Regions from separate parts of the Mus musculus genome. Here all the other regions are linked to region 1. A link is a contact called in public Hi-C and HiChIP or PLAC-seq data. All regions are on one chromosome and are shown on one strand. Each heading gives the region's core, a stretch centred on a gene start, on an enhancer-like site or on the middle of the called end of the contact. The rest is flanking DNA. Distances are from core to core; before and after follow the strand shown.

Region 1 (4,674 bases), core at 1,419-3,918:
AATGGCTCCCATGGGCTCATAGGTTTGAATGCTTGGTCATTAGGGAGTGATACTACTTGACAGGGATTAGTAAGTGTGGCCTTGTTGGTGTGGTCTTAGAGGAAGTGTGTCACTGGAGACCAGCTTTGAGGTGTCAGTGTCTCTCTCTTCTTGCTGCCTGTAGATCTGGATGTAGAACTCTCAGCTGTTTCTCCAGCAACATGTCTACCTACATGCCACCATGCTTTCCACTATAACAATGGACCTCTGAACTGTAAGCCCCAGTTAAATACTTTCCTTTTTAAGAGTTGTCACGGTCCCTCTTTTCCTCCTCTCCAGCTCCGGAGCTGTAGCCATCATGAATGACACAGTAACCCTTCGGACCAGGAAGTTCATGACCAACCGCCTGCTTCAGAGGAAACAGGTGGTCATTGGTGTCCTTCATCCTGGGAAGGCAACAGTACTAAAGACAGAAATTCGGGAAAAGCTGTCCAGAATGTACAAAACCACACCAGATGTCATCTTTGTATTTGGATACAGAACCCACTTCGGTGGTGGCAAGACCACTGGCTTTGGCATGAGCTATGATTCTTTAGATTATGCTAAGAAGAATGAGCCTAAACACGGACTCGCAAGACATGGCTTTTATGAGAAGAAAAAGACCTCCCGGAAACAGCGAAAGGAACGTAAGAACAGAATAAAGAAGGTCAAGGGCACAACGAAGGCCAATGATGGTGCTGGCAAAAAGCAAAAGGAGTAGATCTGCGGTGACTCGATGTTTTGCTGTGATGTGCAGATTTCTGAGAGGACAAATAAACTAAAAATAATTTCTACAAAAAAAAAAAGACTTGTCATGGTCATGTTGTCTCTTCATAGCAAAGGAATACTAAGACAGTAATAAGATATTTGTTCAAAGAGATTGATTTGTAGCCTTGTCTTAAACTCATAAGTCCTTTCTTTCTGAAGAGGACAGGGTGGGAATTCAGAGCAAAGCAGGAGGGTGTCTGCTCTCCTGAAGGCCATGGACCCAGCCATTTGTCTCCTGTGTCCAGCAGATGCACAACTTCCTTCAAGAGATCATAGCGTAAAAATACTCCCTGGAGGGGGCTGGAGAGATGACTCAGCGGTTAATAGCACTGACTGCTTCCCCAAAGGTCCTGAACTCAAATCTCAGCAACCACACGCCACCTGTAATGAGATCTGACACCCTGGTGCATCTGAAGTCAGCTACAGTGTACTTACGAATAATAATAAATAAATCTTTGGGCTGGAGTGAGCAGGGACTGAGCAAGCACTGGAGTGAACAGGACCAACCAGAGTGAGCAGAGGTCCTAAATTCAAATTCCCAGCAACCACATGATGGCTTACAACCATCAGTACAGCTACATGTACTCATATACATAAAATAAATAAATAAATCTTTTTTAAAAAGTACTCCCTGGAGTCTACAATATACAACTTAAAAAAAAAAAAAGTTGCTGCCGCTCATGTGAGCAGGGTCTCTTGTTTAATGTCTTGTGTAATCACCACGTGCTGGGTAACGGCTACATTAAATCTCACCTTCTGGGAAAGCTCATTGTCTTTTATCAACTTGAACGATGACTAGCAAAAATCCATAGCCTTCTGCGCCCCTTCTGCAAGGCATTCCTTCTGCGCTGCACCCTCTTTATAGGGAGTAAAGTGTGCATTTCTTGAACTGTAATTGGCCAGGAGTGTCATGGGTTATTCGGAAGACTTGGTCAGGGGGAACCCTGAAGACAACAGGCTCTTACAGTGCAGCTGAGAGCCACGTACTCTGCTTTCTTCACACCAGGAATGCATGCAACCTCAGACCTAGCAGGCAAGATTTCCCAACCTCATGACTTCAGGGCATTATGTTCTGCCAGGGGTTGGCACTGGGAAGGGAAGATTGGTCCAAAGCATAAGGAGGTTAGGTATTTAAGTTTGTTGGGAAAAGTATCCCGACTAAAATGTTAAAGGAAGCTTTTTTACAGTTTATTAGTCCCTGTGTTAGAAATTTGCCCCACTGAGGCAGATAAGTCACCGGTATTCCTTCTGCTGTTGTCCAGCCTCCAGCACGTGTTCGCCAGCCCAGGTCACCTTTGCAGTCCCCTGTCATTGCGTCCCTGCATTCCTTCTTGAGGGCTTACGTGTGTGTTTGGGCTCACTCTTCTTTCCATAATCTAAGGCATCACAAATCATCATCATCAAACTTAGTTCTGGTCCGGACGTGAAGACGACATCTGCCGGAGTTTTGTACACTTCGGCTACTGGTGCCAATTTCTGCCTTTTGTACTATTGTCTTCCTAGGGTAAAGGACATCCGTGACCATTTGTTTCCTCCAAACTAGACACTTAGTCATGAATTTCCCGGGTCACTCGTGATGACAATGATCCTCCAGCAGCCAAGATGAAAAGAGCCCAATCAGAACGTTCAGGACAGAAAACATAGTGAGTCACCCATGGTGAGGAAATTGCTGTCTCCTCAAAATCATTACGGAGAGGAATCCAGAATCTTCAGTTACCAAGCGAGGTCTGCTTGACAAAGTCCACACCACTAAAACAAATAACAACGAAACCAAGCACCACTTGCAGAAATGGGGTCCAAGAAGGCTTGGTTTCACAGAGCAGCGTGGAGAACAGCGTGCTGCTTTGCGATGCCTGTTGAGACAGAGAGTTTGGGCGAGTTCCTCCCAGAGCTGGATGGTTGGTGTTGTAATGGGAAGCCAGCTCACGAGGACGGCAGAGTGTGGAGAGAAGCGCGGCTCTCCGCATTTTCTCAGTTGTGGTCTGGCAGCCAGGAGACACAGGCCCCACTGATGCAGTCCTCTCCCCTCAGAAGCAGATGAAGGAAGCAGGAGCTCAGGATGCAGGTGCAGAAATACAAGCTGGGCGCTGCAGGAGGCATTGCATGCACATGTCAGCGGCTCGATTTCCCAGGACTGAGAGAATGCTGACAGCCGTATCAGACTGTGGTAACTTCGTCCTTGTCACATGGTGCCATTGGAAGGAGAAATGACCATGGGCTGCCTAGAGGGCAGAAAACTAGTGCTGTCAAACCTTAAGACTAGAAATTCCTCTTGGGATCTCTTGAACCACTGAATAAAGATGTATGTATAAGAACGCTGGCTAGTAATGGTGGCACACTCCTGTAATCTCAGTACTCAGGAATCAGAGGTAGGCAGATCTCTGAGTTCAAGGCCAGCCTGGTCTACAGAGTGAGTTCTAGGACAGCAGGGAATACACTGAGAAACCCTGTCTTTAAAAAACAGACTAAAACAAACCAAAACAAGAATGTTAATCTTAGTATTAAAAGCAAACAAAGCAAAACACAACACAACACCGTGGTCTTAATATAGCACAGGCTGGTCTTGAACTTGACAGGTAACCCAGGCTGGCCTTGAACTTGACAGGTAACCCAGGCTGGCCTTGAACTTGACAGGTAACCCAGGCTGGCCTTGGACTTGACAGGTAACCCAGGCTGGCCTTGAACTTGACAGATAACCCAGGCTGGCCTTGAACTTGACAGGTAACCCAGGCTGGCCTTGAACTTGACAGGTAACCCAGGCTGGCCTTGAACTTGACAGTAGCTGAGGATGATCTTTAACTTCTGAGCATCTCACCTTCATCTTCCAAGCGCTAGGATGACATATGTGTGTTATCATGCCTGGTTTTACCCCAGCATTTTTGGAGCAGGAATCTCTCTAAATGGAGAATGAAATTATTTATATATAAGTATATTCACACAAAAGGATACCTTAGAAACCATGTAAGTTAGATCCGGACAGATACACAGAAAAATGTCAGCAGAGGTTTTCCTCTGGGTGACAAAATCTCAGGTTTTGTTTGTTTCAGAAAACAGATTTATTCGGTACCTTGCAAGGGGGTTGGCAGTAACAAGACTACTTGTTGATTTTTTTATAATAATAAAAAATGGACAGAACTCGTTACTCTTTAGTAATTATAAAACTGAGCTGTTTTCCTTCTTCGTGATAGGGCTACAAATATGTAGTTTGTAAATTCTAGGAATTAGGGAAGGCTTTTGTTGTACTTTTCCCAAGTAGGGGTAAAGCCTTACCTGTTATTCAGTGTTCTGTTACTATAACAAAATACCAGAGTTAACAGCTTGTAGAGAGAAAGGTTTATTTGGACTCATGATGTCAGGAGTTTTTGTCCCTGGTTAGTTAGTTGGTTTGGGCTTCTGGGGAGGCTGACATCATGACAGAAGGCAGTCAGTCGATCAATACTGCTCACCTCATGGCAGAGAGCAAAGAGTGAGAGAGAGGAGCTAGGATCTCAATAGTCCTTCAAGGCTTGTGACCCAACTTCCTTCTCTTGGGTGCCTCCTCTTAAGGTCCCACCACCCCCAGAGGTACTAGACGCTAACAACTGAGTCATCACATGGTCCCCTGGGGGACACTTCTAACCACAGTAACTACTGACTAGTAACTACTAACCCAACCCTTGCAGCAAGAAGCCATAAGAGAATCCTACTATGGAGAGGCAGGCAAGATGGTCCATCAGGAAATAAGGGCAGGAGGATGGTGAGTTCAAGGCCAGCCTGCACCACATAGAAACATCTGTTTTAAAAGACCAATAAAATGGGCTGATAAGATAGCTTAGTGTGTCAAGGTGCTTGCTGCCAAAGCTGACCTCCTGAGCTCAGTCCCCAGTACCCACATAGCACAAGGAGAGA
Region 2 (4,674 bases), core at 1,435-3,934, 420 kb after region 1:
TGGTGGTGGTGGTATTTTTGAGGCAGCGTTTCTTGTAGCTAGCATTGACCTTGAGCTCCCTGTGCGGCTGAGGATGTTTTTGGAATGTTAGTTCCCCTGTTTGCTTTCCCAAGTGCTGGGATTTCAGGTATCAATCACCATGCCCAACTTTGACAGATCTTAGGGTCCGTGAGATGGCGCGGTGCATAAAGGTACTTGCTGCCAAGACTGACTCCTGGAATTCATACGGTCCCTGGGACCATAAAATGACTCTTGTCTTCTAACCTCCACACATGCATTCACATAAATAAATTACATGTAATTGCAGAAAATTCTTGAAAAATTTGATCTCAGAGCACTTTAAATCTAAGTATTCATAACTCTTAATTAGTATCAGACTCATTAAGGAAAATAGCTTTGTAAGTTTTAAGACCAGTGCCTCAGGTGAATTGCCTATGAATAGCTGTTCCAAGTGGAGATTTGTGGGTCTGAAAGAGGAGGTATAGGCTTGTGGGGGGCGGGTAAGGGGGCTGCTGTGTTTTACTGTCCTGTCTGTTGTCTTTAACTCTGAGGCCAGTGACACACCTGTAGGCTGTTCCATCTCTGTAGAGGAGGGGTAAGACTGTAGACCCCTGTTCCTTCTGTCAGTAAGTGCTCTGGTCCCGTTAGCTCACCTCCCGCCAGCCACACTGCAGCCCCAGGACGAGTAGTGGCTGCCACCCCTGCTTGTTGGCCCTGGGATCTTTAGAAGAGACAGTGTCTTTTCCTCACAGTTCTTCGAAGCGGACGAGCATCACAGGCACGTGGAAGCGGAGCTGAGGAGTCGGCTGGCCACTCTTGAAACAGAAGCTGCTCAGCACCAAGCTGTGATCGACGGCCTGACCCGGAAGTACATGGAGACCATTGAGAAACTCCAGAGCGACAAGGCAAAGCTAGAAGTAAGCCCGCTGCGCGGGGTGACGTGTCAAGATCTAGCCCCGGCTCCTCTGAGCTTTGAGGTGCTGTGTGGGAGCTCAGCCCCTAGGCTGAACTGTCAACTTTTCTTTTCTTTTTTTCCCCCCCAAATTCAGGTAAAATCTCAGACTCTAGAAAAGGAGGCCAAGGAATGTCGACTGCGAACAGAAGAATGGTGTGTGGGGACAATGTGGGAACACGGGCTCTAAGGGAACAATGTGGGAGCATGAGCTCTAAGCCGCCCGCCCTGAGATCAGACGCAGCCCAGGCTCTCTTTAGCTCTCTCTTTTTTTTTTTTTTCTGTCTCTGAGTTGATAAGACTGGAGCAGGTCACTGTGGGGTGGGGCCGCAGCATCTGACAAAGTAGTGTCTGCTTGGCCTCTGCAGAAGGTCTGGGAAGTCTTACTCTCAGGCCTCCTGGACTGGACTGGGTATTTGTGTTTCTGACTCTCCTGGGACAGGGACTGCCTAATATTCCTCAGCAGGAAACCCGACAAAGCAATGCCAACTTCTTTATGGTATATTTTGAATAAAATTGAAGTTATAGGATCTAATTGAGAGGTTTCTAAACCTCAGAGCATTGCAAAGCAATGTACTAAAGACATTCATAGTCTTAATGTTTTTTTATTTCTTTTTCTTCTTGGTATTTATCTGTGCTCAATGAAACAGAAATCATCAGCCTTTGAACTCAAAAAATAAATTGGTATAATACTTAAAAACTGTGCAGGGATAGCTGAATGCACAGGGGTAGCAGAGAGTAAATCTATGACTCAGGCTGTGCAAGAGACTGGAGCCGTGGCAGATCCCAGAAGTCCCTGCGGCTTTGCATGGGGCTGGTGCCGCCATCACCTTTGAACAGCTCTCAGCAGAGTGTCCCAGATGTTGGCTCAGCTGTCTGAAAGCTCGTTGCCAGCTCTTGGGGTAACAAGCAATTGACGATTCACTGATTGGTAATAATGTGGTTTTGTGGGTTCTTTTTTCTTCCAGTCAATTACAGTTAAAGAATCTTCATGAAGATTTGTCAGGTAGATTAGAGGAATCCTTATCAATCATCAATGAAAAAGTCCCTTTTAATGATACAAGTAGGTATTACATAAACGTAAGTTTCTGTTATTTGTATCTTTGAGTCTATCTGTGGTAGCCAATAAATTAAGATAATTTCTAATCTTCTCAGCTAAACAAACAAATAAACAAACACCCAGATTGACCCAGTGGAGGGCTCTGCCTGGCTCTCCTGATCAGCTGTGGCTCTTTCTTAAATTATCTCTGGAGTGCTCCAAAGCCAGTGTTCTTGGGAGATGGCCAGTGCGTGCTTTTAACTGCATTTCCCATATCCCAAGGTGAAACCTACCTGCATATGAAGTGGTTGGACATTTGCATGAGAGAAATTGTTCAGTGGGTTTGGGGGGTATGTACGAATGCCCACAGTGAGATGTGTCTTTTTGGCCTGTTAGCTTCTGCCTCTGGGGAGTCCCCAGTGACAGGAAGCTGTTGCAAAGCCTAGCTTCTGTTTCCTCCCATTCCTGGGGATGACCTCGTAGCTTCCACATCCTGAAGTGACAAACGAGAACTTAAACAGTGCTCTGGAAGAGCACTCATGTGCCGTTATTTAGATATTTAGCCTTTAGGTAAGAATGAAGTGAAACTCTTGAAAGCAAAGAAAATATTTGTTTGGGAAGCCAGTGGGAAGGCTCAGCGGCAGAGGTGCTTGCTGCCAAGTCTGACACCCGAGTTCAGTCCCCAGAACCCACATGGCAGGATGAGAGCACTGACTCAGCAAAGCTGTCCTTTGACTCCATCTCCGTGGCAGTCAGGGCTTGCTCTCACCTGCTCCAGTAAATAAATGAGTTTTTAAAAATTAGAAAAATAAAAACATTTAAAAGAAACTTTAAATGTGAAGCCTCTAGTCAAGTTAATACTTGCTTCCTTTTTCTATAGCTATGTTTGAAATTCAATTTTCAGTTCCCTTAAATTTTTCTTAGAAAAGCCCAGAGGGAACAAAAAAGAGGAAAGGGAAGATAAAACAGTGCTTTGAAGGCACTGACATCAGTGTTCAGGGGCTGGAGAGAGGGCTGGACACAAGAGCACCAAGTACTCTTTCAGAGGCCCTGGGCTCTGTGACCACCATGCTCACAGTAGCTCACAACTGTATAATGCCAGTTCCGGGGATCTGATGCTGTGAGCATGCACGTGCTACACAGATGTGTATTGTAATTGTTTTTGTGACTAATTGTTTATGGAGGCTAGACACACAAGCACATAATTAAATCAGCATAGGCCATTTCTGTATCAGCAGCCTAAATTTCCCCTTGACAACAGTGCTGTTACCAGCTTCTACATTAAGGTGAGCGATGGCAGTGCACCTCGGCTGTGCTGGGAAGCCCTGTAGGTCATTTCCTCAATACTCTCTGTGTCAGTTAATGAGAGGGTATTGCAACTTTTGGATCATATGCACGTATCCTTCCGTTTCCAATAATTACTTGTCGTCCAGTTTTAGACTATTGTCACACCATCTGTGGGTTGGTTGTCTTTAGATGCTTAGATTCGACTCTGCTGTACAGAACCATTTGGAGTCTCGAGGGAAGGGAAGGCGCCCTCAGTCTTGTGGGTGATTGGAGCAACCTTCTCAGAGGAAGTATCCAGACTTGCATGCAAGAGCCAGTTTTTGTTTTGTTTGTTTGTTTGTTTGTTTTTGAGGAGGCAGGAAAGAACCAAGGGAAGAGAAGCAGGGAATTTCAGAGAGTGTAATATATGGGATGCAAACTACCGTGATGTCTGAGGAACGGTAGTTAACTGTGGCAGTAGGCTCCGGTCAGGGGATGTGAGGGACAATGGCCAGTCAGTTCTAGGGTAAGGACTTAGGACTTATTTACTTATTTACACGGCTTTGAGGTGCAAGGAGAGTTGTTTGAGCCCCTGTCCTGGGATTTCTGCACCTACACGGTTAGTCTGGAGCATAGAGTGGGAGGGGGGAGGGCTTCTGTCAGCCGACATGGAAATGTGGGCCTGAGTGAGCAGGGAGGGACAGGATCTTGTGGAAGAGGAGAGTGGTTAGGGGAGGCAGGGGAGGGGGAGGGGCAGAGCACGGGGAGTGCAGACAGAAGTAAATGCAGATGGGGAGCTTGAAGTTGTCAGTGAAAAAGAGGGAAGGTTTATTTGGGCTCGGCCTCAGGGGTGTCTGTTGGTGGTTCAGATGTGCCGCTGTAGGGCCTGTGGTAAGGCAGAGCATCATGGTGGTGGCAGGAAAGGGCAACAGGGAGGCAGAGAGAGGAAGGGGCTGGGGTCCCATATCCCTCTGTAAAGCACTTTTTCAGTGATGTAATTTTCTGCATGGGATCTCACCAGAACGTTCCTTCCACCCATAATAGCACTGTAACATGCCAGCTGCACCTTTGACCTCTGGCCTCTGGGAGGTGTCTGTGGTCTAAGCTGTTACTGGAGATGGGGAGCAGGATGTGAATAGTGAGGTGCACCTGGGCTCCGTCCGGGCGATGGAAGGGTTTAACTTTGTCGACTGTTTCACATAGCTCAGGAGTGAAGCATGCTGGTCCTGCTGGCCCCGATGAGCACTGTGTGGGCCTGGGAACAAGGACACACAGTGTGAGGGGCCTGTGCAGGGCCCTTGGAGAGTGAGGGGTGGAGGCAGAGGAAGGTCAGGGAAACAGCACAGATTTTCCTGACGGGAAGTGTTTCCAGCCGGTGATGTTGGTCATTGCTGCACCCAGCTGTTGGGGAGTTCAG
Region 3 (4,674 bases), core at 1,101-3,600, 400 kb after region 1:
CTGATCAAACAGCCAGCCAGTCAAAATAAATTTCTAAATTCAGTAATATGAATTCATACAGACTCTCTTGCTAAAGTTGTATGTTTTTCTTTGGAATGTTATTTTCTGGAATGACATTTTTAAAACAATAAAAAAAATTTCCATTCCTATTCAAACCATGGAAATGGATTACACCATTTAATTCTGCCACTTGGTGGTGCTACAGGGAACTAACACTCCTCTCAGGAACGGTTATTCTGGAAGTTTGGATGGCAGTACTTATTTATTAGCAAGTGTAAAGTGTACAGTTTTAGTTTGTACAGGAAACGATACAGGCTGAGCTCTTTGCTGAACAACTCCTGGATTGCTCCCAGATAAAAGAGAAGCTAGCTAGCACAGCTTTCACTTTAATTATACCTCTAAATAATCCACAGGGCTGACTTAGCCTTCCTAGATGCGTTTCCTCCATAATAAAGGTAATAATATTTACTTTAAAAAACCTAGAGAAATCAAGTTGATGCTCCTCTGTCCTGTTTCATTTCCTTCTTTTTCTGCTAGAGGCACCGAACAACCAGTGTTCTAGTTGTCTCTGTGTTTTTACTACATATTCATGTGTTTAAGAATAATGTTGGGCCGGGCAGTGGTGGCACACGCCTTTGATCCCAGCACTTGGGAGGCAGAAGCAGGCAGATTTCTGAGTTCGAGGCCAGCCTGGTCTACAAAGTGAGTTCCAGGACAGCCAGGGCTACACAGAGAAACCCTGTCTCAGAAAAAAAAGAAAAAGAAAAAGAAAAAAACCAGATGGCTCAGTAGGTAAGAGCACTGATCCTAAGGTCCTGAGTTCAAATCCCAGCAACCACATGGTGGCTCACAACCATCTGTAATGAGATCTGGTGCCCTCTTCTGGTGCTTCTGAAGTCAGCTACAGTGTACTTACATATAATAATAAATAAATCTTTGGGCCTGAGCAAGCAGGGACTGAGTGAGCCAGGCCAGCTGGAGTGAGCAGAGGTCCTAAAAATTCAATTTGCAACAACCACAAGAAGGCTCACAACCATCTGTACAGCTACAGTGTACTCATATACATTAAATAAAATAAAAATCGGAATAATGTTACTTCACATATTATGGAGATTATACACACACACACACACACACACACACAGTACATACTGTGTGTGTGTAGTCCAGACTGCTCTCAAACTTGACTTCCTCATGCCTCAGCCTCCCAAATGCTAGGACTGCTGGTATGACTAAACATGTCTGGCTACTTCCACTTCATAATTTTTAAGATTATTTATAGTATATTACAATTCACTATTTTTTTTTTAAAGACAGAGTTTCACTGGCTGGCCTGAAACTTAATATGTAAACCAGTAGAGATCCATTTGCCTGTCTGCCTTCTAAGTACTGAGATTAAAGGTTTATACAGCTGCACCCAGTGCAATTGACTTATTTAGCATAATGTTCATATGTATGTGTTTGTGTACAAATGTAGTTCATTAGTTTCAACTGTCATATTATGTCTCAAGAAACACATATCTTTCTTCATTCATATTATTCTAACAAGAAATACTTCAATGCTATACCTACATTAATCCTCAACAGAACTGTCAAAAATATTTTAAATGAAAAGGAGCAGTTTTTCATCATAAGGTATCTCAAGATATCTAGTCTAGCCGTTTTTTTTTTAAAAACAAAACAAAACATTAATGGTCTTTACATCTCAATGCGTGGTAGAAATTTTCAGAAACTGTATGTTCTTTTACGGCTTAAAATGTTCTGATAGATGAATAAGGGTCAGGGGCGGGCATGTGGCATTTGAGTAGAGAAAGGTCAATGACAAAACACAGAAGACAATGAAGGTTTTCTGATCTGAGAAGGGGAGAAGGGCAAACGGTATAAATATGTGCTAGGTTGGACGGTTTACAGTGTAGCACAAGTCTGGGTATCCAGATAATGAATGAGAAGGCGGAAAACAAGCTTCCAAGAAGCAAGCGACTGACGCTAGGCGGTTGCTATGGCGACTAGGGGACTGGGTAGCCAGAATTCTTGATGTTCTTAGAATGCTTCTCCTTGCATCCTCTGTCTCTCCCTTCGGTGTTCCATCCATTCCGTAGGCACTCATTCTCCTCCCGCTTGATTCTGGCTCGCCCGGAAACGGGTCGCCATCTTCCCGCCTCTTCCAACATGGCGTCTAGGGTCTCAGGAGGGGCAAAAGCACCGCACAGGCGGGTCCGTCGGGCCGCACATGCGCGAACCGGAGCACCAGAGGGCGGGGCGGTGATGTCAAGACGTCGCCCCGCCCCCGGTGGTCGCCCCGCCTCTGGTCCCGCTCCTCCTCCCTCCCGCCTGGAAACCCGGAAGTGGAGGAGGAGGAGGCGCGGCGGCGGCGGCGGTGCTGCAGAAGCTGGCTGAGCCCTGCCCGGGAGGAGCAAGTGTGGGGTTGGGGGCGGGGGGCGGGGCTCGGCAGCCCGGGCGGCCAGGCCTGGACGGGGCGGGGGAGGCCATGGCCTCCGCAGAGTTGCAGGGGAAGTACCAGAAGCTGGCTCAGGAGTACTCGAAGGTACCCATCGTGGGTGGGGGAGACAGGGGTTTCTGGCCCGGAGGCCTCAGCTGGCCGTGGCAGCGATTTGGGATGGTGGGGGGGATGCAGAGGGCTCCTCCTCTCCTCTCCACCTCCTGCTTCCACCATTACGATGCCTCCACCTGCAGCTCCATGGAGATAGGGCCGGGCGGTGTCTGGGTCCGTGTGCGTCTCTGCAGAAAGGAGCTGGAGTTTGAGTCTTCCTTCTCGCTGGACCAGCAGGCTTAGAAATGGAATGACAGAAATCCAAGGCACAGCTCTTGGTGCTAGCCTGAGGGGAAGGGAGGAATGAGGGACCACCCTATGCTCTCTGCTTTCTCAGTTCGCCCGATGATGGGGAAATCACCATCTCCTTTTCGCGAGGAGATGCTTTTAAAGTTAAAACGACTTATTTGCCACCACATCAGTTTGGGAGCGTAAACGGCCTCATTGGGATGGGTGCTTTGGAATACAGATGTTGTCGCCACTGATTTTGACAGCTTGGGTGGTGGGGCTGATGTCTTTTTCTCTTGCACCTTCCTTCCGTGGAATGGGGCAGTGCACACCGCAGGTTCTCCTTAAATACAGAATTATGCAAAACAGGGACCCGGCCTTCTGAAGTGTCAGTCTTTCAAATGGTGAAACCTTTTTCTTGGACAAGGGTGGTGCAGTTTCTGGGTAGGGTTTTCTGCCTGAAGAATATTCTAATGAAGTTATTAAAGCAGAATCTCACGCCTTTGAAAAGGATTCGGTAGTCGTGTTTAATTTCCAATTATCTTGGCATTCACAGAAGCAATGAAAAGATTTCGCCCTTTTTCTAATTTGAAAAAAAAAAAAACCCAAGTGTACGACATCCCCCTTTATGATTTTATTAAGCTTGTATTTGGGAAGGTAAAGTGAAATATAAAGAAATGATACTGGCACCTAAGCGTGCACCCTTAAGTCCTCAGCATCAGATGGGAGCCTTGATGGCATTCAGCTTATCACTCACCTTGTCCACTCCCTTTGTAGTTCCGTCTGAAATCCTCGTAGACTTCTGTGGCTCAGCGCCTGAGATAGTGCATTGTCTTTTGGGGGAGGATTCCCTTGTTTGGAACAGTTCCATATAACGAAGGAGGGTGGGTGGAGGATGGCAGTGCCCAAATTTGCCACTACTATTTTTGGTTGAAAATGTTTCATGCATATAAAGTAAGGGGCCCGATTTCCATCTCTGGAGGGTAAATAACTTTGAAAGTTTGGTTCCAAATGGCCAGTGAGTAGAGTTCCAGAAGGGCTCAGAGCAGTGGCCGTGTTGCGGGAATAATTATATCACCTCCTAAAGTAATGAAAGGCATGGAAAGGTTTTATTCTTTTGGGTATGTTAATGTGTTCAACAAACTCATGTTATATGTGCACCCCGCAAGCAGTGTGCCAGGCTCAGTTGAGAAAGCCGGAGTTCAAGCTGCACAATCACCTTTAATAGACCCTTAAATTAGCGTGGCCTGCAATTATGATACAGTGTAGCAAGTGATGGTCAGCGCAGCTCAGAGGAGAGGTCACTGGGGAAGGGGGAGTTCCTTACACTAGGGAGTAGGGAAGGGGATGAAGAGAGTGGTAGCTTTCCATGTAACTCGGTTAGCCTATGCTGGCTGTCCTGAAAACATCTTAAGATACATGGCAGGCAGAGTGTGGTGAAGGGAGAGTGGGCTAGATCATGAGGGCTGTGGATTTCAGATAAGATGTGTGCAATGGGAAGGTCAAAGAAACCCAACCATCCATCTGTCCATCCACCCGTCTGTCCGTCCATCCGTCTATCTATCCATCTATTTATTAGTGTGTGTGTGTGTGTGTGTGTGTGTGTGTCTCTGTCTGTGTCTGTGTGTGTGTGTGTGTGTGTGTGTGTGTGTGTGTGGGTGGGGTGGGGTGGGGTGATGGTGATGGCGAGGAGGAGGAGACAGCTTTTGGGGGTTGATCTTCTTCTTCTTCTTCTTCTTCTTCTTCTTCTTCTTCTTCTTCTTCTTCTTCTTCTTCTTCGGGGTTGATCATCATCATCATCTTCTTCTTCTTCTTCTTCTTCTTCTTCTTCTTCTTCTTCTTCTTCTTCTTCTCCTCCTCCTCCTCCTCCTCCTCCTCCTCCTCCTCCTCCTTCT
Region 4 (4,674 bases), core at 602-3,101, 380 kb after region 1:
CCCGCAGCCATCTCAGAGACCCATTTCTGTTTTTTGAGACAAGATCTTCCTGTATATCTCCAGCTGGTCTGGAGCGCCTGATCGTCTTGCCTCCGTGTCTCAAGTGCCAGGATGACAGAAGTGTACCATCAGTGGCCAGATGGAGCTGCTCGCAGAGGATTTCCTCCTGGCCTGCCAGGAGCCCTGCCTGCCTGGCCTTGGGTCTGGGGCGGGCTTCCTGTAAGTCTTTCCCAGCGTGGTAGATGGACAAAGGCAAGAGATGGAGCCATTTGACTGCGGGCCAGCCTTTGCTTTCCTGTTTAGCAATGGAGGCATTTTGTAAATGATTTTCTTTTTTTATTTTTATTTTATTTATTTATTTACTTATTGGTTTTTCGAGACAGGGTTTCTCTATGTAGCCCTGGCTGTCCTGGAACTCACTCTGTAGACCAGGTTGGCCTCAAACTCAGAAATCTGCCTGCCTCTGCCTCCCGAGTGCTGGGATTAAAGGCGTGCACCAACACGCCCGGCTGATTTTTTTTTTTTTTTAAGAACAAATTGTGGAAGCATGCAGAAAGTGTGTTTGTAACTTTCAGTGCTATTATTGCTATTATGTTGCTCTCAGCCCAAATCTCCTTTATCATGCTCAAACGATCATTTTTTCTGTTAACCAAACCGTTTGACTTACATCTGTCGTTCTAGGAACATTGTCATCCATCACAAATACTTAACTGCAGATAGATGTTTATATTTCCATTTTTAAAGCTCATTTATTGTATATAGCTCAGTCTAAATAACCGGAACTGTAATCTCATAAAAGCTAAAAATGAAAGGGAATTTGTAAAATTTATTTTGCAAGCAAATAAGGTGTAAAAATATTATCAAAAATTTTCACAGGGATGTTGTGGGATCTCTATAAAAACAGCAACTTTTTTTTTGGCGTCTAGCTAGCATGTAATAAATGAAGTCACCACAAAGTTTATACTTCCAGAAACAGGCATGCCCTCAAAGACATCTCTCTCTCTCTCTCTCTCTCTCTCTCTCTCTCTCTCTCATGCGAGTGCGTACATGCGCTCTCGCTCAGAGTCCTATACTAACGAATCTCTGTGACCCAGGCCCAAGTCCTGAGCGCTCTCTGCAGCACACCTATCGCAGAGCCCTGTGTCTAGTTCTGTCTGTTGGTTTGTCCAATGCTGCCTTGGTACCTGCATCTCTTTGTTTCCTGTTCCACAATAGGTTACAAGCTTACAAGCACCACTTTCCACAGTGTTCTCTTCTTCCTAGAGCTTCGTACTCTCCCCAAAACTTTCCTTTAACCTTGGCGCCTCCCTGAATCGTTCTCCTCTGTACTCCACCATCAGTCTGCCAAGAAATCCAGGTGTATTCAGTCATGCCCAGAACCTGCTAGCTCCTCGGGGCCTCCTCTACCGCTCACCTCTGAGACTGTCTTATTCCCCCACTACCAGACTTCCCTGGAGCCGGGCTTCTACCCTACTGTCTCCTTTAGTCCCCGCAGGCTCTGCCCTCAGCACTGCAGCAAGTGTGACCCTGTATCAGGAGTCAGACACTGTCAGCATTAGCCGTCCTGAGCGGCTGAAGCTGGGAGCTGATCGCTCCTAGATCTCTGCTCAGACTTTACACCTTTACATACACCGGTGCCTGGTGGAATCAGCAAAGCTGCAAGCTAGTGCTTTGATTTCTCTTTTAGAGCCGCGTTTCCCAGTAGCTGGCCACTCCCACAGTTACCCCCTTTGGAACAGTTCAGAAAGCCTGCCCATGCCTTCTGCTTCTCTCTCTTCCTTGCCTGTGCCACGCCAGTCCCTCCCTTTGCTGTTCCCCAAATGTGCTGCACACCCTCTGCTCCCAATGCCCAGGGCCCCGCCCCCAGGCGCCTACACCTCTCATCTGTGAGTCACCATTCAAGAGTCACTTCTCCCTCTCCAACTCCCCTGACCTCTTCCCCTTTCTACTGCCAACAAAATTCTGACTTAGTGTAGCATGCATCACTAGAATGCCCCTCCAGGAGGTCAAGTATTTGACTGTCCTCTGTACAGCTGTGTCCCATAGCTCAACCCAGTGTCCCTCGGTAAGCCACTCATGTACCCACTGACTGGGGGACCAGATCAGTTCCCATCTCCTTTGTAATCTTGCCAAGCTCTACACTTCTCTCCACCACGGGAGCGTCTCACTCACTACCCAGCCCCGACTGTGGCTGTATATGAATTCTTCAGTACCTACCTCAGTGCCCAGTGCACATGACAGCCAGAATTTTTTTTATATTATATATTTTTTAAAGATTTATTTATTTATTATATGTAAGTACACTGTAGCTGTCTTCAGACACCCCAGAAGAGGGCGTCAGATTTCGTTATGGATGGTTGTGAGCCACCATGTGGTTGCTGGGATTTGAACTCCAGACCTTTTGGAAGAGCAGTCGGGTACTCTTACCCACTGAGCCATCTCGTCAGCCCGACAGCCAGAATTTAATTATCACAGTCCTCGTGATAGCACCGTTTGGATGGCCCGGAGTGGGCAGGGATCAGGAGATTTGGAGAATGTGGGACAAAAGATGGTGGTCTTCTGTAGTCTCAGCTTTGAACATGACAGGTATATTCTCTCTCTCTCTCTCTCTCTCTCTCTCTCTCTCTCTCTCTCTCTCTCTCTCTCCTTCCCTCCCTCTCTCTCCTCTCTTTCTGGATAGGGCTAACCTAGAACCCACCCCCTAAGTAAACAAGGCTGTCTTGGAACTCACAGAGAGCCACCTGTCTCTGCCTCCCCAGTGCTGGGATTGAAGGCGTGACTACAGAAAGCACCAGAAAGGGGAAAAAAAAAAAAGTATCCTTTGTCGTGCTCCTCCCAATCTCTCTCATCAGCTGTCATTCCTGTCTTTGCGAAGCCTTCCTCTCCCTTGCTCCCCAGGCCTGTTTTGTACACAGAGGCAGTGCCTCAGTGATGAGGGGCTTTCAGAAGGTTTCTTGTTCTCAAATACTTTCTTACATCCCAGCGCTGCGATCCTTGGGGTCTGTTTGCACAGTCTCAGGGGAGAAAATGACAGACGTGGAGGATATTTTTAATTTTCAAATGGCTTTATGGGGGTTCAGTGCTTGCCTGGCATAATGATCCCAGCACTCAGGGAGGCCGGAGTTATAAGTCACCCTTAGATTTTCTTAGAGATCCAGGCTAGCTGGGCAAATGAGTGTGTATCAAAAAAGCAAACAAGTCGTTATGTCCCTTAGAGTTTAGTGAGAGTCAGAAGTGTGGGGATGTATGACTGTAGTTAAAGCTTAGACAGAATTGCTGGGAGTCCGCAAAGCACCCTTAACCTGAACTCACAGGGTTTGGGAGAGAGCGTTGGATGTAGCTGCTTCATAGAGAAAACCGGGCAGCCGTCGGTGGAGTGGGGGTGCGGGCAAGGGGTTAGAATCCACACTGACTGAATTGTACGGATCTGGGGGACAGCGGTCAGACTGAGACAGGCCTTCAGCACCCCGTATTTCCAAGGGCTTTCTTGAACAGGTTGGAAATAGCCCAGGCAAATCGCATTGAGAAGGGTGCTTCAACTCTCACCCTCTCCTCCAGCCCCTTGTCCTAGTCTAAAAGCCTTGCTTGTGTTTCTGAAGGTGGCCCGGAACTCGCTGGGTTCCAGGAAGAAAAGGCCGAGGGGGCTGCAGCGTCTGGTCTGTGACCCCTTACTGCTTTGGGTCTGTTCATCCCAGCCACAGGTGCTCCCCGCCCCCAACGCTGCCCAGGCCGCCCAGGACAAAGGAAGGGTTGTGCCTGCATAAGAGGGCTATTTGCCTCCTTGCCCAGCCATCACGTGAGGACAAAGGGTCCACACCCTAACTCAGCTGAAAGAGTGCAAAGTGTCCCAACACGCCCTGCAAAAGGACTTACTGATTTTCCAGTTAAGAATTTGCCTAACCTGTTCTGTTCAAACAGGCTAATTGTTTCCTGAAAAAGATGAAGTCACTAGAGAGACGTGCCTAAACAATTGCTACCAGTGGTCATGGGCGTGCCTCAGATTGGTAACCAGTTTCAGGACTGTCACCTCAAGTGGCTGCAAATTTGGTGATGGCGCGCTCCCTGGTGGCAAAATGAGGTTATACCAGGCAGAAAACAGCTTGAGAAAGCCAATGGAACGGAGACCTTGAAAATAGGGAAGAGGGGCGATAGGTTTGTGGGACGTTTGTGGTTTTCTTTCTTTCTTTCTTTCTTTCTTTCTTTCTTTCTTTCTTTCTTTCTTTCTTTCTTTCTTTCTTTCTTTCTTTCTTTCTTTCTTTCTTTCCTTCCTTCCTTCCTTCCTTCCTTCCTTCTTTCTTTCTTTCTTTCTTTCTTTCTTTCTTTTTTTTTTTGGTTTTTCGAGACAGGGTTTCTCTGTATACTCCTGGCTGTCCTGGAACTCACTTTGTAGACCAGGCTGGCCTCGAACTCAGAAATCTGCCTGCCTCTGCCTCCCGAGTTCTGGGATTAAAGGCGTGTGCCACCACGCCCGGCTTGTGGTTATTTCTTAATAAATATCTGTTGGCTGGGCTGGGGCATTGAGTGGTTAGTGGGTGGACCGGTGGTTCATGCCTGCCATCCCATCCAGCTCTTGGACCATGGAGTGAGGAGTCGTCAAGGCTAATCTTGGCTTTTACAGCAAATTCTAGACCAGCCTGGGACTCAAAACCGACCAACAAAAAAATGAAATATAAC
Region 5 (4,674 bases), core at 583-3,082, 310 kb after region 1:
TCCGCTGAAGCACATCTTACATTTGCCCTGAGATTTCGTACTCTGAAGAAAACTGGGATTCTCCGGGACTTTGAAAAGAAAACAAACAAACAAAACAAAATGAAATAGAACTGGTAGGCGAGCTTACATGGATCATACGAATAATGTTGTTTGTGGAATGAGGGAATCAAATATTTCTGGCTTTGTTCTTGTACATCGGGGTGCCTACAATTCCTCTGCATCTCTGCCATATTCACAGCTCATCTACTTTACTGCGAGCAGATAGCCTGCTTCAGTCATTTTATATGCAAAGACATTGAATAGTCAACATCCCCTCATCAGGAACCAAATGAAGCTTTGTTGAGCAAGCAGACGGGCAATGTCTCCGTTTTAGAGACCCTTTCTCTTAATCCATTTATATCTGTGTGAAACAGGTATCAGTAGCATGGTTTTTAAAGAACTGGGTATAGAAATTGAAAGGTTTAATTTCCAGGTTCATAATGATAACAGTAAACTCAAACTATAGTTTTCTTTTAGAAATTCAATGGAATAGTCCTCTCTCTCTCTCTCTCCCTATGTAGATGGCCTTAAACATTTGAGTCTCCTATGTCCTCCTTCCAAGTTCCAGGATTACAGGAATGAGGCACTATACCCTGCTTTCCTTTTGAGACAGACTTCTTTTTTTTTTTTTTTTTTTTTTTTTTTCTGAGGCAGGGTTTCTCTGTGTAGCCCTGGCTGTCCTGGAACTCACTCTGTAGACCAGGCTGGCCTCGAACTCAGAAATCCGCCTGCCTCTGCCTCCCGAGTGCTGGGATGAAAGGCGCGCGCCACCACCGCGCAGCTGAGACAGAAACTTCTTATGAAGGCCAGGGTGACCTCTAAATCTTGGCACTCCTCCAGCCTCACCCTACCCAGTACTGATACATAAACCTTCACTGCCAAGGGCAGTTTGATAGGCTACTTCTAGGCTTCAGTTTCCTTCTATGTAAAGGGAATTCCTGAAATTGTAGAGTTGGCAGATTCACTAAAACATGAAGCAACCAGAAAGTATACCCCGAAGGGAATGTCCTTAACATTAAAAATTATTCTACATTTGTCTGCAATTCAGAATTAACTGGCCACTCCCGTTTTATCTAGCAGCACTGTACCCGCAATACAGTGTAGGCAATACGTGTACAATGCATATTAAGTCCTTATTACTGTACACAGCAATTAGTGAGAGCTCTGTACATTTTTGTTGTTGCTGTGTTGCCTTTTATTACTGGTTTTTAATTTGGGAGACAGAGTCTCAGAAAATCTTTAGTAAAATTTGGATCTGATTCCAAAGCCCCATTTCCCCTCTAAAATCTGCTCTGCATAGAGTTTCCACGGCACTTCAGTCAGAAGAAGGTAGCGTTGTTCTCAAGAAAGCTTCCCGGTCCCCACACTTTCAAAGCCAAGGGGCTGTTCGGGCCGTCGCGGCAGCCCCAGCACACGCGTCGCGGGCGGACACTCGCGCGTCCCGCGCCAGCTCGTCCACTCAGCAGCCGCGCCGCGCCTCGGTCGCCCTCCCATAGGTCCTTCCGGGCGACAGGCGAGGGCTTTTCATTTTCCCGCCTGCACGCCCAGCTCCGTAAACCTCAGCGTCCCCTCGCTTTGCCTTCCGAGCCCGCTCCACCCTTCCGGACGCCACCTTCCCCCCCACCCGCCTGCAGGACGACAGCTCGGAGGGGCGGCCGCCGCCCTGGTAGGAGGCGGGACGAGGCAAGGGCGGGCTGCGGGAGGCGGGACGGAAGGAGGGGCGGGGCCAAGCGCCTTGGCGCCGCGTTGTCATGGCAGCGGGGCGGGGAGGAGGGGAGGAAGCGAGCAGGCGGGAGGGGTGGGGGGGGGGGGGATGTGGTGCTGCGGCGGCCGCCACCGCAGCTGCCACTGCCTGCTCGCGCCTGGGTGTCCCGGAGGCGGCTGCTGGGAGCCACGGGAGCAGCTGCGGTGCTCTGCCATATTGTGTCTGGCCCGGCCCGGCCCTCGCCTCTGGTTCGCGGCGGCTGAGTGACGGTGAGTCCCCGGGGTCGCGCGGCGCGGCGCGGCGCGGAGGCAGCGTGTGCGGCCGGCGCTGGGCGTGGGGGCGCGGAGGCGGCTGTCCCGTGACGCGCCGGGACATTTTTGTGTCCCGGGAAGAATTGGCGCCCCTGCGCGGGGGTGTACCCGGCGCGCGGCTCCGGCAGAGCGTGGGCTGCCCCGGGGGTGTGGAACCGAGGCGAGCACGGGTCCCCGGGAGTGAGGAGTTAGGAGTTTTCTCCCGAGGTAATGACCGTACCGGAGGGGGCGTCGCGCAGTCGGAGCCACAGAGGGCAGAGGACGCCCAGGCGGAAACCTGCGACCCCGGGAGTTGCTGCTCTAAGAGTCCCGGGGAGCCCGCGCCAGCCACGTCGCCGCTCCGGCTCCCATCCGAGCGGGACGCGCGCGGCGTGGAGTCCCAGTCCGGGGCCCGGCCCGGCCCGGGCGGGATGGCTGGGCCCGGAGAAGTAGTGCCCAGGAGGACTCGCGTAAACTTCGGGCGCGGGGCCCCGATGTGGGGTGGCGACCCCAGCCCGGTTCTCGCGGCCGGAGGCGCCCCCAAGCCTGGCTGGCCCGGGCCGGGGGTGGGGTGGGGTGGGGTGGGGGTGGGACTTGGACTGTTTCGGCGTTGCAACATGTGCACTTCCTGTTCGCCATCTCCTTCGGGGCCGAGGTTACTTCTGCCCTCCGGCCCGGCGCTCGGGCCGGGAGGGTGCGCGGTGGTCCGCGGCCTTGAGCTTGGGTGCCGGCCGGCGTGCAGTGCCCGGCAGCCCGAAGCCGAGCCGGGGAGGTTAGGGGCAGGGAGTCCACGTGCTCGGTGCTCGGTCTTGCACTGCAAACTCCGCCCCCGGCTGCCCTCCGGCAAAATGCCTGGGTTCCCACCGCCGCACCTCACGCGAGTTGGGGGTAGCAATTTCATTGGGAAGCCGCGCTCTCGAGATCTTCTTGCACTTGGTTTCTGCTTTAAAGCTTTCCTTTTTCCACCTTTTGGGTGGCGGTGGGAGGAGTCATAAGTGCAGAGAAATGACAGACTTTTTTTTTTTTTCCCCTACTTGCAACTCCGCTGTGAGCGGTTAATTATTTCCAGGTTAGTTGGTGCTCTTTTCTCCTGTCTTCTGATTGTGACAGCCACGTGGCCGGCTGAGTGCAATAGAGTGCTCTAGCGGCCAGAGAGCTTGAGGCTTCTCTCGCAGCAGGGGCTTTGTAATGGTATAGTCTTGGCTTCTGCGCTCTAATAAGAGGAAGTGGAAAAAGCCGAACCGATCACATCTAGTTGTTTCACCTGAATCGTAGAATGGCTTTCCTTTGCAATTCTGGTAAGGTGTCTATTGCCATTTTTGCCATTCGCTGCAACTTTGATGATTCATCTTAAAATTTCAGCAGTGTTAGGTATCTTCAAAGAGCGACAGGGCAATGTCTTTATAAAAAGAGTTCCCCGACTCTTTAGAAAAATCGTTTTAATTTCAAAGCCAATAACGAGCGATTCTAATGAATCTGAAATGATAACATTCTGGCATTATTTCGGGCTTATGAAAAAAACTCATTTGTTTCTTTTTACACAGATTAGCAATGAAATTATCTTTTTAAGGATAAATACTAGTTTTGTATGTAGTCAGATTTGAGCAGAATTCATAGGTGGAAATTATAGTATATAAAAGTGAAAGAGAAAATGATTAAAGTTAAAAAAATAAACTACTGGAGAGTGAAGATTTAGAATGTCTTTACAGTCTAGATCATGCGTCATTTTTTTGATCGGCAATTTTAATTTGTTTCTATGGCATGTTTGTGTTATTACTTAGTTTTACGTTATTGTTAAACCATTAAGAAGGAAACCCCTTACATTTATAGAGTTCTGGAGAAATGGTTCGGACTTCGTTTACTGGGCTTTTGAATGTTCTAGTGAAGTTAATGAAGGTATCGAAGAGGGTGTAAAGCTTTCTGTAGGAAAGAAGATAGGCTGGAAAGTGAGTGTGCACTGACCACTGAGAACAGTTCATAGTTGAGGAAGAAAAGTAAACGAACTGAAGAGAAGTGAAGAGACATTTACATAAAGCCGGAAGCCTGGAACACTGCAAACAGTTTAAAGTAAAGTGAAATTTAAAAGTAATACTCAAACAGCAAGTGTGTGTGTGTGTGTGTGTGTGTGTTTTGAGAAGGCTTTCACTCTGTGGTCCAGGCTGGCTTCAAAGTTGGCGTGACCCTCCTGCTTCTGCAGCTTCCTTTTGTTGTTTTTGTTTTTTTGTGTGTGTTTTATTTTGCTTTGTTTTGTTTTGTGAGACAGGGTTTCTCTGTGTATCCCTGGCTTTCCTGGGAACTCACTCTGTAGACCAGGCTGGCCTCGAACTCAGAAATCCGCCTGGCTCTGCCTCCCAAGTGCTGGGATTAAAGGCATGCGCCACCACTGCCTGGCTCTTTTGTTTTGAGACAAGCTCTCACTGTGGAGCCCTGGCTGTCCTGGAACTTGCTATGTAGATTAGGCTGGCTTGCAGTTCTCAGAGAACCACCTGCCTCTCTGCACCATGGATGCTGGAATTGTAGGGTGCATCACCTGGGTTGCTTGCTTGCATGTAGTTTCGGTTTGTTTGTTCAAGACAGGACCTTGACGAGATCAGCCTCTCGTGTAGATGAGGACAACTTTAAATTCCTGATCCACCTGCC

The links. A called contact is a pair of places that touch in the nucleus more often than the background predicts. HiChIP or PLAC-seq counts read pairs in DNA pulled down with a chosen protein or histone mark.
Region 2: an H3K4me3 HiChIP or PLAC-seq map of bone marrow-derived macrophages shows a contact between it and region 1, with 7 times the contacts expected there. The contact joins two enhancer-like sites.
Region 3: an H3K4me3 HiChIP or PLAC-seq map of bone marrow-derived macrophages shows a contact between it and region 1, with 4 times the contacts expected there. The contact joins the promoter of Ppp1r21 here to the enhancer-like site in region 1. A contact is called at or near these places in 13 of 39 promoter capture datasets (the 3T3-L1 cell line, 3T3-L1-derived adipocytes, the C10 cell line and 7 more), 4 of 484 Hi-C or Micro-C datasets (CD4 T cells, LSK cells, bone marrow-derived macrophages and 1 more) and 3 of 115 datasets of contacts at active chromatin or transcription factors (bone marrow-derived macrophages, large pre-B cells and memory CD8 T cells).
Region 4: an H3K4me3 HiChIP or PLAC-seq map of bone marrow-derived macrophages shows a contact between it and region 1, with 5 times the contacts expected there. The contact joins two enhancer-like sites. A contact is called at or near these places in 1 of 15 datasets of contacts at CTCF or cohesin (embryonic stem cells), 9 of 484 Hi-C or Micro-C datasets (the C10 cell line, the G1E-ER4 cell line, bone marrow-derived DN2 thymocytes and 6 more), 4 of 115 datasets of contacts at active chromatin or transcription factors (bone marrow-derived macrophages, embryonic stem cells and microglia) and 1 of 9 other capture datasets (embryonic stem cells).
Region 5: a Hi-C map of muscle stem cells shows a contact between it and region 1, with 2.6 times the contacts expected there. The contact joins the promoter of Foxn2 here to the enhancer-like site in region 1. A contact is called at or near these places in 9 of 39 promoter capture datasets (the 3T3-L1 cell line, 3T3-L1-derived adipocytes, the C10 cell line and 4 more), 7 of 484 Hi-C or Micro-C datasets (B cells, the C10 cell line, the HPC-7 cell line and 3 more), 5 of 115 datasets of contacts at active chromatin or transcription factors (the 230-238 cell line, bone marrow-derived dendritic cells, bone marrow-derived macrophages and 1 more) and 2 of 9 other capture datasets (adipose tissue and macrophages).

What each region holds. Positions count from the first base shown.
Region 1 is chr17:88,130,378-88,135,051 of GRCm38.p6, forward strand. Gm4832 (predicted gene 4832) reads left to right here. Exons shown (of 2, transcript NM_001190356.2): 2 at 319-806. The coding sequence starts at 338. The coding sequence ends at 739. Among named protein-coding and RNA genes, the nearest start is that of Gm4832, 7.2 kb to the left of the region's middle. Within about 2 kb of position 2,669, at least 103 of the 459 cell types and tissues checked have an H3K27ac peak or open chromatin away from gene starts, as enhancers often do. A contact at or near this core is called in 3T3-L1-derived adipocytes, adipose tissue, bone marrow-derived macrophages and 4 more, where this site is marked.
Region 2 is chr17:88,548,742-88,553,415 of GRCm38.p6, forward strand. Ppp1r21 (protein phosphatase 1, regulatory subunit 21) reads left to right here. Exons shown (of 22, transcript NM_028658.4): 5 at 753-917; 6 at 1,050-1,108; 7 at 1,921-2,015. Among named protein-coding and RNA genes, the nearest start is that of Ppp1r21, 21 kb to the left of the region's middle. Within about 2 kb of position 2,685, at least 109 of the 459 cell types and tissues checked have an H3K27ac peak or open chromatin away from gene starts, as enhancers often do. A contact at or near this core is called in bone marrow-derived macrophages, where this site is marked.
Region 3 is chr17:88,527,774-88,532,447 of GRCm38.p6, forward strand. Ppp1r21 (protein phosphatase 1, regulatory subunit 21) reads left to right here and starts at 2,351. Exons shown (of 22, transcript NM_028658.4): 1 at 2,351-2,545. The coding sequence starts at 2,489.
Region 4 is chr17:88,507,425-88,512,098 of GRCm38.p6, forward strand. No RefSeq gene overlaps it. Among named protein-coding and RNA genes, the nearest start is that of Ppp1r21, 20 kb to the right of the region's middle. Within about 2 kb of position 1,852, at least 115 of the 459 cell types and tissues checked have an H3K27ac peak or open chromatin away from gene starts, as enhancers often do. A contact at or near this core is called in bone marrow-derived macrophages, where this site is marked.
Region 5 is chr17:88,438,872-88,443,545 of GRCm38.p6, forward strand. It overlaps Foxn2 (forkhead box N2), which reads left to right and starts at 1,833. Exons shown (of 6, transcript NM_180974.5): 1 at 1,833-2,013.